Linked DNA regions of Mus musculus: regions 1, 2 and 4 are each linked to region 3. Evidence: chromatin contacts called from public Hi-C, HiChIP or PLAC-seq and Micro-C data. All regions are on one chromosome and are shown on one strand. The core of a region is the stretch at or near the end of the contact, and the rest is flanking DNA. Distances in the headings are between cores, read along the strand shown.

Region 1 (3,069 bases), core at 390-2,889, 1.2 Mb before region 3:
TTAATTAATTAATTAGCTAATTAACTAATTCAGAAGTTGAGCACACAGACTGCCCTTCCAGAGGGCCAGAGCTCTGTTCTCAGCACCCACATCTATTGGCTCACAGCAGCTTCTAACTCCAGTTCCATGGTGCTGGGTATGCTCTTCCGGCCTCCAAGGACACCCAGACTCATGCACACATATAACATATAGGCACACATAGACGACACATTATTTAAAGTGTATATTTTGTTAATTTTAAAACTCCACTCATTCATTTGCTCGTTATCTGTGCCAGGGATTGAACTTGGGACCGTGAGCACACTGAGTACACACTCTCCCGATAAACGCTGCTGCCCTATTGTGCTCTTCACTAGACCTTGCCTGTGGGATGCCATAGAATCGCCAAGACCAATTGTCCCCTTCCTGCGAGAGAGAGCCCATGTGGAACCCACGTGGGAGGCGACACTCCCCCAGAGTGGACCGAAGGGCTCTAAGGTCAATGCATGGTCACTACTGGGGAGAACTGGCTTAGGGAACTCAGGTCTCTGCCTGGGCCTTGGGAGGCCCTCATTCCTACCAGGCTACTTACCACCCAGCAGAAGGGAGAGGTTGCCATGACCCCCCAGGATGAAAGATTTCAACATACAGATGCCAGTGTTCATTTGCCTCCGTGACTACTTTATAGCAACAGGGAACAAAACTCTTGCGTTGTTAAGGGTAGCCCCAAGTTTGCTTCTGAGGTCTTGTTCTGCTCTCTGACAGGAGGTATCCAGCAGGCTTTTGAGTCTTGTTGGAATCCTGGGTGATCTGGAAAGGCAGGCAGCAAGACAGCCATTATGATTTCTGACTGCCCCTATCCACAGACAGAGGAATGGCTGTAGCCCCACTGGCCATCGCGCATCAGGAATCTCACACCCACCACCTGGAGAGAGCCTGAGATAAAACACCAGGGGATGTTTCTTACAGAAGAAGAGATAGCTTTGTGGCCTGGGACTGCTGACAATAGCTCACGGGGCACAGGGGGAAGGGGAAATTCTCCCATTACGAAACCTAGGCTGGCCAGGTCCCACTTCTTTCTCAGTTCCTCATCTTGGAAGAGTCTGGTTAGCAGGGACCCTTTCCAGAACCCCAGGGACTCACGATATATGTGCCAAGTGAAAAAAAAGAAAAAAAAGAAAAAAGAAAAGAGTAATCCTGGAAGGATCCTTCTCTGTGAAGGAGAGCTGTCTCTTCAGGAAAAGCCTGGGTCTTGGGGGGTGGAGAGGAGGGGCTCAGAAAGCCAGGCTAGAGTCCAATGCTGGGTATGACCCACACCTTCTTCCAGCCTCAGGATATCTCTGTGCGCTCCTAGGGAGACCTAACCTAATGGGACACTGCACCACACTCCAGAGCAGAGAAACAAAAGAATCTGGGCTGAGTGGGCCAATGGAAGCCTGCTGAGCCCTACCCTGCTCCAGGATGCCTGGGTCTCTGAATAGTAAACTTAAGTTTTGCTGTCAGTCCGTGTTATCACAATGGCTGGTGGCACTGTCAGGTCTGGGGTCTGGTTGTGTGACCCCAGGTTCTGCTGATCCGGTTGTTTGATTCCTAGTGAGGCAGATTATCTCCTGGGGGCTGCCGAGCGGGGCGGGGCGGGGGCAGGAGCAGCGGGGAAGGCCCCGCCCTCGGGGTGTGTCCAACTTGGGCGCCTCCTAAAGGACCGGGCGGGGCGTCCCGAGCGCGTGGGCCTGCGGGTCGGGTCAAGAGGTCGAAGGTGCTGCGCGTGATCCAGGATCCGAATTGGCCCGGAGCAGGAGCATGGCGTCGTCGGGGTCGGTGCAGCAGCTGCCCCTGGTGCTGCTGATGTTGCTGTTGGCGAGTGCGGCACGGGCCAGACTCTACTTCCGCTCGGGCCAGACTTGCTACCATCCCATTCGCGGGGACCAGCTGGCTCTGCTGGGGCGCAGGTGGGCGCGGGGCTGTGCCTAGGGAGGAAAAGGGTCAACTTCTAGGCCAGGCGCGCACCCCCTGACACTTGGGACCTTGCCCCATCCTCCCTCATTAGGCCTGGGAAGCACAAATCCCATCCCTTCCTTTTGGGATGATTTTCACATCCGGGGAGCTCTGGGGTTTGCTGGTTTGGGCAGTTCTCGCCTCTACTGCCTTTGTTAGTGAGCATTAGCGTATTTCGGAGATGCTCTGTCACATTCAGCTTCCAATAGTCCTGGGTTCTGCTGGTGGCTCTTCTGGGTCAAGTTCTGAACCGACCACAGTTTGGGAAGAAGGCCAACAGGAGAAATGACTGGATTTGTGGCCCTGGTGGGGGTAGGGAGAGGGGAGGCCCTATGCGTTCCAGAGTTGGTTTCCATTGCCATGATGTCCTCCCAGGACTTATCCTCGGCCGCATGAGTACCTGTCCCCAGCGGATCTCCCCAAGAATTGGGACTGGAGAAATGTGAACGGTGTCAACTATGCCAGCGTCACCAGGAACCAGCACATCCCACAGTACTGTGGTTCCTGCTGGGCCCACGGCAGCACCAGTGCCATGGCAGGTAGGTGGCCTGGCGCTCCATGCTAAGCCTAGGGCAGGGCCAGTATCTTGGCCAGGTGGGTGGCTGCACTTCACCATCCAATCTACCTTTAGGTGAGCCATGATAGCCATAGCCCGGGGCTACAGGGGCCCATGGCCCTGTACCATGATTCAGACTTGGATTTCCCCTCAGCCAGAGTGAGGTGGCTGTGTCATTCTGGAGTTCTCTCCTGTGGGCCTACTAGGGCCTCTGTGGGACAGGCTTGGGCTGGAATCTGGTGACAAGTGGCTCCCAGGAACCTTCCCTTCCTCAGAACTTGTGACTTCAGCCATTGAGAACCATGGGACCGGTGTTGCAAAATCACTGAGTTCACAGTTGGTTTGTGGGGCGTGGAAGTGAAACTGCTTCTCAGTAGCAGCTGGCATTTGAGGTGAACATGTTCCCCAGTACGAAATGGCCCCCCCAGCTCTCTTCTTCGAACCTTAGCCTGGCCGCCCAAGAGTCAAGTAGAAGTTCATTCAGTAGGAAGAGAGAGGCCCCAGAGGGCTGCTGTGCCCTTCCTTGGTAGAGGAAGCAG
Region 2 (2,998 bases), core at 221-2,720, 1.0 Mb before region 3:
CAATTTGCAGAGCCGATTATTGGGAGAAGTGTTTGCTTTGTTTGCCTCAGCAGTGGAGCCAAATTTGGCTGTGTGTTTGTGTCTGGGGGTGAGTGTGTGGTGTATGTCTGCTGTGCATATGAGTGTGGGTGTGTATGAGTGTGGTGTGCTTGCTTGTGTGTGTCTGGTGTGTGTGTGTGTGTATGTATGTATACATACATATGGGGGAGTGAGTGTGGGTGTGTTTGTGTGTGTATGAGTATGGTGTGCTTGTGTGAGTGGCTGTGTTTATGTGTATGAGTGGGTACATTTGTATATGAGTGTCTGGTGTGTGTATAATTGTGGGTGTGCTTGTGTGTATGAGTGTGTGTGTATGAGTATGTCTGGTGTGCTTGTGAGTGTGTGTGGTGTATGACTGTGATGTTTGTGTGTGTGTGTGTGTGGATGAGTGTGTGCTTGTGTGTGAGCATGAGTGTCTGTCGTGTGTTTGTGGATGAGTAGGTGCATGTGTCGGGTATGTGTGTGGATGAGTGTGTGCTTGTGTGTGAGCATGAGTGTCTGTCGTGTTTGTGGATGAGTAGGTGCATGTGTCGGGTATGTGTGTGGATGAGTGTGGTGTTTGTGCATGTGAGAGGTATCTGGGGTATGAGTATTGAGTGTCTGGTGTGTTTGTATGAGTACGTGCATGTGTTTGATACGTGTGTGCATGTTTGTGGTGTGTGTGAGAGTGAGCTTAGCTATTACCAGGCCTTGCAGCATATAAAAAGATGTGAGTACTAAAACTGGAGACAGGAACCACTGGCTGGATATGGCTGGAAAAAAAGCCCCTGGGAGGGAATGATAATGGACAGGAGGTGAAACACTTCCCCGTTTATCCCAACTATCTAGAGCCTCTAAGCCATTACTTAACCTGTACTGTCAGCTTGCTGTCTCCCATATTTCGTAGCTAGCATCCCTAATGGGCTTGTACCAACTGGGTTCTGGAAGGTTCATTCTAGACACTAACCACAGGGGGAGAATTCGGGAACAGCACAACATAGCATTGATAGGTGCTCTTAGGAGTGCTCGCTCACACTCCCCAACCCCGCCCCCAGGACTGGACGCAGTGAGTCTTGACAACACAAACACACTTCTTCACAGTTAGTGCTTTTTATTTAGTCAAACATTTGAGATTTGGGAACGTCGCTGGAGCTAGAGGTGCGGCTCTGCCCTTCTGACACCAGAGAGAGAACGATTTTGTTCTGCTAGCACACTTTAAGAAGAAACTGAGGCAGAGGGGTGTGAGGGAAGACCGGAGGCAGTCAGCAAGGTGGGAAAGAGGCACCCTGGGCTCACCCAGTATCTTATGCCTTTTGTCTCAGTCTGCTGGTTTCTCATTCTGTCTGGGTTTGGGAGTTAGGTTAATTAGTGGCCAAACCCCACAACAGGACATTCCTTCCCTCATGTGGAGCACGGGATCAAAGGTATGGCCTGAGTTTCTCATCTTGTTACTAAGTGGGACTTCAGAGGAAGCAGTATTTGAGCTAACAAGGTGACATCACTGGTCTCTGGCCCTGAACAATTGATTATCATGACTTGCTTTTGTTGCTTTTGTGATGGGCTGCTGTCCTGCTTGCCCCCACACCGTTGTCTCTGCTCAGTTTCCTCATCCTCTTTTCTTTTGACATGACAAAAGGAGAAATTAAGTAAATCCATTAAAAAAAAAAAACTTTATTCTTACCAGTTCTGATGTTTCAAGTTTCTCGTTAAGGGGACACAGCTGCTAAAATGTAGGCTAAAGAGTCAAAGGTTGTAAGCAATCCCAGAGGATAAAAGGCTTCAGGCACATAAAAAAGCAAACAAAAAAACACACTTACAAATCAATCCTAGAGTTTACACCTCCCATCTCATTCTCCAATTCTCACAAATAAAATTAAAAGTTTTACTGATAAACTAAACAGTACTTACATCTGGCATTTGCCACCACACGGTATTTGAACATTGCCACATAATTTTAAAAAAGAAAATCACTTAAAAGACACTCAATAATCGCACCCTTCCACCACAGAAGGAAGTTTTCCCATTAAGCAAACGATTAATGCAGCTAAAGATCCAAAAGCTCTTGGAAGGCAGTTTAACTAGCTTTGTCACCGACCCCCACTTGTCCCACGTGCATCTCCCTCAGCCAGTCTACCTACGGAGGGAAAGGGCTTGCCAGTCCATTCAAATGCTAACCCCGCTTTAACAGGGTGAGACAAAGGGCTAGTTAGGGATGTTTGAGGACCTGCTAGAAAAGCCCTGGAAAAGTAAAATCCTGAGCCTAGTGAGCGAATGAACTATTTCACAGAAAATGGCCTTGGGATGGGTGTTTTATCAAAACCTCTTGTGTGGGTGGTGGGGCTCTCCCAAGGGTGGTGTGCTCCTATATAGCCCGCCGAGGTTTTTTTACCTGGAGTCAGGATGGCGCTAGGGAGGGGGAGGTGCTGAGAGGGAGGGGAGGGTTGTGCGGGCCGGTAGCAGGCTGGACTAAAGCGTCTGCTGTGACTCAGGTAGACAGTGCAAGGTTACTAATAGAAAGCAAAATGCGCGTTCCTGTTTGAATACCCCGGGTATGAGCCTCTCTTACACTGCTCACTTGGGCTTCTTTTGTAGCTATTGTTGTGTTGTTTTTAAATTTGGTTTGTTGGCGGGGGGAGAGGGTGTTTGTTTTTGTTTTTTCCCGGAAACGGGGTTTCTCTGTGCAGTCCTGGCAGTTCGGGAACTTGCTCTGTAGAGCAGGCTGGCCTAGAACTCACAGAGATCCACCTGCCTCCCCATCCCCACCCGACCCCCGCTGAGATTAGAGGTTTGCACCACCTTGCCAGGCTCTAGGCTTCTATAAGAACAGCGTGAGGTGGTGGTTATAGAAACTGGAGACACTTTTAAATTTTTATTTATCCCAGCAACAAGGCAGCATCCTAATTTTTAGCTAATGAAAAAAAAATCTAACTGCTGAAAAAAAAGTGCGGCTTCTCCACCTGTTAACTAGAAACCTGTTGCT
Region 3 (2,922 bases), core at 167-2,666:
ACAGGCAAAGCATTCATACATATATAAAAAAATAAATATTAAAAACAAAAAGCAAGATTGAGCTGCTATTTCAAACAAATGGACTAAGCACCTTGGAACCTCCCTCTGGGAGGACACTGGGCTCCGCGGTGGCTCCTCCAGGAAGGTCACGGAAGGTTAGGCAGAGGAACCCACTTCCTGGGCTGCTCTGAAAACTATTCTCTCAGCTTCACCTATTCACCAGTCTATTAAAAATAAATAACAAAAACCTGTGAAAGCTTTCCCCTTCTTTAATGACAAGGGACACAGCCCCTTAAAGTCCTTGGATCCCTCGTGGGCAGGGACAGGTACTCCATCAGGCTGTGCAGAACTTAGGCTCCGTCTTCCTGAGCCTTCACCGCTGTGCTTAGCTGAACCGAACACTTTCTCTGGCTGTAAAATGAAGCCAAATAATAATTTGTCTCCCCAAGTTGCTATGGGAGACATTACTATCTGGTGTGCTTCTGGCACACAGTAGGCACGCCAGGCGACTGAAAGTTTAGGAATGGGTCAAGGAGGCGTACTTCATATTTGAGGCTGGCTTTGCGCTAGGGATGGGAGGCCTCTTATGTAACAGTTTAATATCTTTGAAGCCAGAGCACGGGTTCCCATAGCTCTCCAGTAATTAATTAAAACTTAATGAACAAAAAGCACCCTCCCTTGACCCCCTTTTACACTCTGAGCCACACAACCCAGTCGGTGGCCCTTGGGGCGGCAGATAGAGGGTGAGGGTGTGTAACTGCTTGGGTGTCCCATAATAGTAACACACACACACACACACACACACACACACACTCTCACCCCCAGTCCCGGGCACTAATTTACAAGGCAAGGACCAGGGGGCGCTTCTCGGGGCGTGTCTACAGAAATTCCAGTCTATCCAAAAGGCCCAGTTAAAGAGCCGCGCGGGGTTGGGGGTTGCGGAGGGGCTCAGACTAATTCTCAGTCTCCTGAGAAATACAGCTATGGATGGGTCTTTACTCCAGACCCTCCATGCTCTGATCTCCATGCATTAAACTCTTCCAAGGCGCCCCAGAAACCTTATAGTCTTCGGGTGCCCCCAAAAGCCTGGGTGGAGGGCCCCAGGGGCAGGAGTTGGAGAGGAGAACACCTTAACTTTTCGTCTTGATTCTTGTTCTGTGTTGTGACCGCCGCAGGCACGGGGGCTCCCGCGGACCGGGCCTGCGGAGTCTCGAGGGCGCTGGGTCTACGCAGCGCCGGCGACCGGTCTACATGGACGCTAGGCTCGGGCCCTTTAAGAGCCCGCCCCGCGAGCGACGGGCCCGCCCCCCGGGCCGAGGAGGGTGCGGGGGCCGTCGGCGGGGATTGGCGCAGCGCGCGCCCCCTCCGCGGCCCCCGCGCGGTGGGAACCGGCAGCCCCGTCTAGCGCTGACGTCAGACCGTCTGCCTGCCTCCGACCGCGGGCGCGCGGCGCAACCCGATCTCCTTGGACTTGAATGAGGAGCGGGCGGCGGCGCTCAGCTGCGGATCGGCCGGCGCGCAGGCTGAGCCCGGCGGCCCCGTGCCCCGGCCGCCCGCCCGTGCCCCGCACGCCGCCCGCGGCCACGGCCCGCCGCCCCGGGGCTCCCGCTCGGCGGCCGGGGGACCCAGCTCGCCTCGGGGACCTCGGCGGCGCCCCGAGCCCGCGCCGCGCTGCTCGCTGTATGCGGGGCCCGAGCCCCGCGCGCCGGCCGGAGCCGCCCCCGCGCCCCGCGCCTCGCGCCCCGCGCCGCCCGTGACCGCTTGATGGGGGTCAACGGCACCGCCGCCGCCGCCGCCGGGCAGCCCAATGTCTCCTGCGCGTGCAACTGCCAGCGCTCTTTGTTCCCCAGCATGGAGATCAGTGAGTGTGCCCTGTTCCCCCCGGGACAGCCCCGTGGGATCCCCGGCCCGGGACATCGGGATCGCGTGGGGACTCGGGGGCCGCGCGCCTGCCTCGCCCAGGCTCCCCGGTTGCGCTCGCCGCGCCCGGGGCGCGCCCTCCCGGAGGCTCGCGGCAGCTGGCGGCCGGCCCGGCTTTGTCCCGCGGCGCTGCGAGCCTGGCACGGTCCCCGCCGCGCGCGCCCCGCCCGGCCCGACTCGGACCCGGGGCTCGGCGGGGACGTCGCGCCTCTTGGGAGGGCCAGGGGAGCCGGGTCGGGGAAGTTTCCATTCCGTTTTCCCTAGGGGCCGCGGCGATGGAGCAATTAGGCTCTTTATCAACTTTGGGCGGGGGAGCGGGCGGGGGAGACACTGTCTGGCCCGGGAGGTGTCTGGGGCTCCTGGCGTGTGTCTGGAGTGGCCATGGCGATGCGTCCCGGGTTTCCGTGCGTATGTAGAGTGCGCTAGTCTGTCTGTCTGAGTCTCCGCGCGTCTTTTGGTGTCTGTGGTTCAGAGTCGCGGTCTGTGCCGGCCGAGTGCGTGTCCGAGTGTTCCTGCATCTCAGTGTGACTGATTTGCTGTGTGCTCGTGGCGGGGGTTGGGGATATGATCTGGATCCAGCCAGATTTAAGGACCGTTTGTGTTCAGGTGTCTGAATCCAGGGCTCAGCGCTGGCGCGTCTAGCCCACCGCGGATCCCCAGTGTGTGTCATTGTGAATGTCTGTCCCGGACTCCTATAAATAGCCTCTGTCTGGACTGCTTGGCTCACTCTGGCTGGGACGGTGGTTACAAATGAGTCAAAGTTTTGGGGCTGTTTGTGTTGAGACCTCCTTGGAGGTGGTAGACTCAGGGTGGTGAGTGCCCCGTTTGAACCCCATCCTGCACCTCCAGAAGTTGAGATCAGCGAACATCTACTTCCTTGTGTGGCCCACCCAGGTGGCTGTTGGGTTGGGTGGAGAATTGAAACCTCATTCCCTACCATCTGCCTCTAATCTGCGCTCCTCCCCTAACCCACATTTTTGGGGAGGAGGGGGTACCTTTTGC
Region 4 (3,328 bases), core at 497-2,996, 1.6 Mb before region 3:
TCTACAGGCACTGCACTACCTGAGCCATGTCCCCAGACTCTAGTCTCTGCTCTGTCACCAGATCTCCTGTAACTTTGAGGCCCAGGAGTCTGCAATGGACCCAACAACAGTGACTGGGTTCATTGACGAATATTCTGGCTCCTGGGCTTAGGTGTACAAGTTAGTGAGTGAGAGAGAGAGAAAGAGGGAGACAGAGACAGAGACAGAGAGAGACAGACAGACAGACACACAGAGAGACAGAGAGATAGAGAAAGACACACAGAGAGAAACACACACACACACACACACAGAGAGAGAGAGAGAGAGAGAGAGAGAGAGAGAGAGAGAGAGGCAGGAACTTGAAGCAACTAATGTCACAGCCGTAGTCAAGAGCAGAGAGAGAGAGTTAATACATATCTATTTCTGTTTGACTCACTTTCTCTCACTCTTACACACTTATCAATCCTCTTCCTAGGGAATGGAGGCACCCACTGTGTGTGCATCTCCCCACCACAATTAATACAAGGCAAGTGTCCAGACATGTCCACAAGTAACTTGGTCTAGACGACTCCTCATTGAGGTCCCTTCTTAGGTAACTCTACATTGTGCCAAGTTGAGCAAACCAACCATTACATGTAGGAGTCATTTTCTTCCTTCTAGCAGGAAGCAAATGAATTACCGGTTACTTCTAGGCAGAGACTAGGAGATCCTCTCTGGGCCTTATGTATCTCTGCTGGTGTCCTACCATTGCCCCTGAGCTCTGAAAAGATGAAAGCCTTCATTTGTTCATCTAGGACGAACTCAAATAGCTCCAGATAGTCCCCAGCCAGGGCCTCGCAGGATGGATGAGTTAGCTGGGCATGTGTAATGATCAGGATCAGATTTTTAAAAGCACTCTTGTTCTGCTCAAAGAGTTGGTTCCAATTTCTGAATCTCTTACTCCTGGGTAGATAAACAACTTCATTCCAGAGGCCCCTGCTTCCCTTGGACATAGGTACTAGTCATCTTTCCTAACCAGGCCCAGCCTGAAGCTGCCCTCTGTCCTGGGGTTAGCTTTGTCTAAGTTTCACAGGACTGTCTTCACTGTAAGTTTCTTTCCACTTTGGGAGCTCTAAAGTAAGTGTCCCATCTTTGCTCTCTGGGAAGACATTTTTGTGGTTTCTGAAATCTGGATCCAATACGTTGGATAAACTATGGCTCCAGGGGCCTCTCCTTCTCTCTGTCTGTAACTGGCGCTTTCATTCCAAAGCAGCATGGGCTGCAGGCTGGCCTGACTTCTTCAGCCCAGGTCTTGCTTTTCCAGCATGTATCTGTAGGCAGAACTTAAAAACCACAGTCTGATGTGGAAAAGGTTCGGTAATGGGGTCTCCTGCTCTCTCTCCCTAATGTTTTTCTGCCCTGTTGTTTTCAAGTCTACTGTTTGAAAGGAGCAGGGTGGGCATTTTATCTCCCCTTCCTTCCCTGCAGACCTCCCTTGAAATCGATGTATTCCAACCCAGGCTGGTTGACAGGCAATAGGAAAGGCTGAGGAGAAGCTCTGCTGGGATGGCTCTGCTGGAGCGAGCTACTGACGAAAGGGGTCCACAAAGAAAATGCACAGCCGACTGCGCATGGCGCACAAACATTTACCTTCTCAGACGCCGGAACTAACGGCAGAAAAATCATCTGGAACAGGAAGGCAATTAAAAGCCCATTCCAGAATGGAGAGGCAGAGGCTCTGCCCTGCTCTACCCTTGAAGATGATGAAGAATAATGTACCTCCCTGTCAAGGCTGTGTGTGGATCAGAGCTTCGAGAGAGGCGGAGGGAGGGGCTCTCCATAGAAACTATGTAAATGGCTTGGTGCATATGGCTTCAAATACGTCGGAGGTGAGCAAAGGAAAGAATAATTCAGAGCCCTTCGCTGGTAACCTTTTCAGTAAGAGCCCTCTCTTCCCTTTTATGTGCTCTCCCGTGCTTGTATTTAAGAAGGGAATTAATTCACTTTAACGTTCCTTGACTTGTAAATCTGGCTTGAAGGTTAGGCAAGGGAATGAGTCCCTGGGGCTTTCACCAAACCATGATTAAAGTTGGAGGGAAGATGGATCGGCTGTGTTTGTGTTCATACCGCAGAAGGTCCCTTGAAAGGCAAAGGCAATCGCCCCTCTGGTTTTCCTCTCATGTCCTGGGTTCCCAGGAGTGACGTGTCATCCCCACCAGACACACACACACATACCTGCACGTGGACAGCAACAGTGGGCAAATAATTCCCACTTGTAAATATGCTTCTGTGTTCCAGAAAGAGTACCCCAGACCAGAACTTGGAAGTAAATATAAATTTTTCCCTGTTTAAAAATAAATTACGTATTTTAAAAACTCCTTAGTAGCTTAACGTCATGGAGTCTGCTGGTGTCCTGCTGCAGGCAAGCAGCACAAAGCCTGTAAGATAGGGCTGTGAAGAAGAGGGGGGAGGGAGAGAGGAAGGGAGGATGAGTGGGAAGAGGAAGGGAGATGGAAGGAGGAAGGGAAAGGAAGGGGGAGGCAGGAAATCAAGAAAAGAAGAAAGGAAGGAGCAAAAGGGGCTTCGATACTTTTGAAAGGAAGCCATGTCTGGTTTTGAGTGACCAGCTCAGAAGAACAACACAGAGTAGGTCATATTTGTCTGTCTGTTTGCTGAAATCCGTTTTCTCCTTTGTACCGAGTGAGACGGAAATCGTGTCCCCTCTCCATTCTTGCTGCCACATGCCAAGGAACACTGACCATGAATGACAGCGTGTGTGTGTGTGTGTGTGTGTGTGTGTGTGTGTGTCCCAGGAGTCTACACTGGGTTTTCTTTGCTGATGAGCAGACAGGGAGGAAACAGCCTGCCGTCCTTCCCCAGTTTGGTAGGGATGCTCCACGAGCACACATGGGTCCCTTGCTTGGTAGGGACACAGTTCATTGTCATCTTGCCTTCCTTGTCTCATTCGCCATCCTGTTCTGGTGTTTCTTGGTATGATCTTCCTAGTAAGGAACTTGTATGTGATCCCCAGGGTCAATCTCGGTTCTGGGCAGAGCTCCTCATGAGAGACAAGATGGCAGCCAAAGGACCTGTCAGTTCTGCTCAGCCCACCAAGCAACTAAAACAGTCTATTTCCATGACAGCTGGGCCACGTTCTCCCAGACTGGACTCGTCTTCGTGCTTCTGCCCTGTGACTTGGGGATGTGCCCTCTGCCCATGGTTGAGAGCATAACAAATATGTCTGCCACGAAAGACAAATGTGGTAAGGGCTTGGAAACACAGAAGGGAAGGTATTCTACACCCTGAGATATGGAAAAGAGCTAGGCAGAGAGATACGGGGACCTGGGAAAAAGCAGAGGAAGTCATCCCC

What was found. A called contact is a pair of places that touch in the nucleus more often than the background predicts. HiChIP or PLAC-seq counts read pairs in DNA pulled down with a chosen protein or histone mark.
Region 1: an H3K27ac HiChIP or PLAC-seq map of bone marrow-derived dendritic cells shows a contact between it and region 3, with 6 times the contacts expected there. The contact joins the promoter of Ctsz here to the promoter of Pmepa1 in region 3. A contact is called at or near these places in 5 of 39 promoter capture datasets (hippocampal neurons, liver, pre-B cells and 1 more), 2 of 115 datasets of contacts at active chromatin or transcription factors (bone marrow-derived dendritic cells and pancreatic cancer cells) and 1 of 9 other capture datasets (liver).
Region 2: a Micro-C map of embryonic stem cells shows a contact between it and region 3, with 3 times the contacts expected there. The contact joins the enhancer-like site here to the promoter of Pmepa1 in region 3. A contact is called at or near these places in 11 of 39 promoter capture datasets (the 3T3-L1 cell line, the HPC-7 cell line, cranial neural crest and 6 more), 1 of 484 Hi-C or Micro-C datasets (embryonic stem cells) and 6 of 115 datasets of contacts at active chromatin or transcription factors (embryonic forebrain, embryonic limb bud, embryonic stem cells and 3 more).
Region 4: a contact with region 3 is called in a Hi-C map of B cells, with 6 read pairs. The contact joins the enhancer-like site here to the promoter of Pmepa1 in region 3. A contact is called at or near these places in 4 of 39 promoter capture datasets (cranial neural crest, frontonasal cranial neural crest, hippocampal neurons and 1 more), 1 of 484 Hi-C or Micro-C datasets (B cells) and 3 of 115 datasets of contacts at active chromatin or transcription factors (embryonic forebrain, embryonic hindbrain and forebrain).

The regions. Positions count from the first base shown.
Region 1 is chr2:174,437,609-174,440,677 of GRCm38.p6, reverse strand. It overlaps Ctsz (cathepsin Z), which reads left to right and starts at 1,639. Exons shown (of 6, transcript NM_022325.5): 1 at 1,639-1,928; 2 at 2,350-2,513. The coding sequence starts at 1,780.
Region 2 is chr2:174,287,288-174,290,285 of GRCm38.p6, reverse strand. It overlaps Gnasas1 and a transcript of Gnas not described here. Among named protein-coding and RNA genes, the nearest start is that of Gnas, 9.1 kb to the left of the region's middle. Within about 2 kb of position 1,470, at least 18 of the 459 cell types and tissues checked have an H3K27ac peak or open chromatin away from gene starts, as enhancers often do. A contact at or near this core is called in embryonic stem cells and stem cell-derived epiblast-like cells, where this site is marked.
Region 3 is chr2:173,275,027-173,277,948 of GRCm38.p6, reverse strand. It overlaps Pmepa1 (prostate transmembrane protein, androgen induced 1), which reads left to right and starts at 1,416. Exons shown (of 4, transcript NM_022995.3): 1 at 1,416-1,861. The coding sequence starts at 1,765.
Region 4 is chr2:174,882,874-174,886,201 of GRCm38.p6, reverse strand. The region is part of intron 2 of Gm30537 (a long non-coding RNA gene); the gene reads right to left. Among named protein-coding and RNA genes, the nearest start is that of Gm30537, 4.2 kb to the right of the region's middle. Within about 2 kb of position 1,746, at least 19 of the 459 cell types and tissues checked have an H3K27ac peak or open chromatin away from gene starts, as enhancers often do.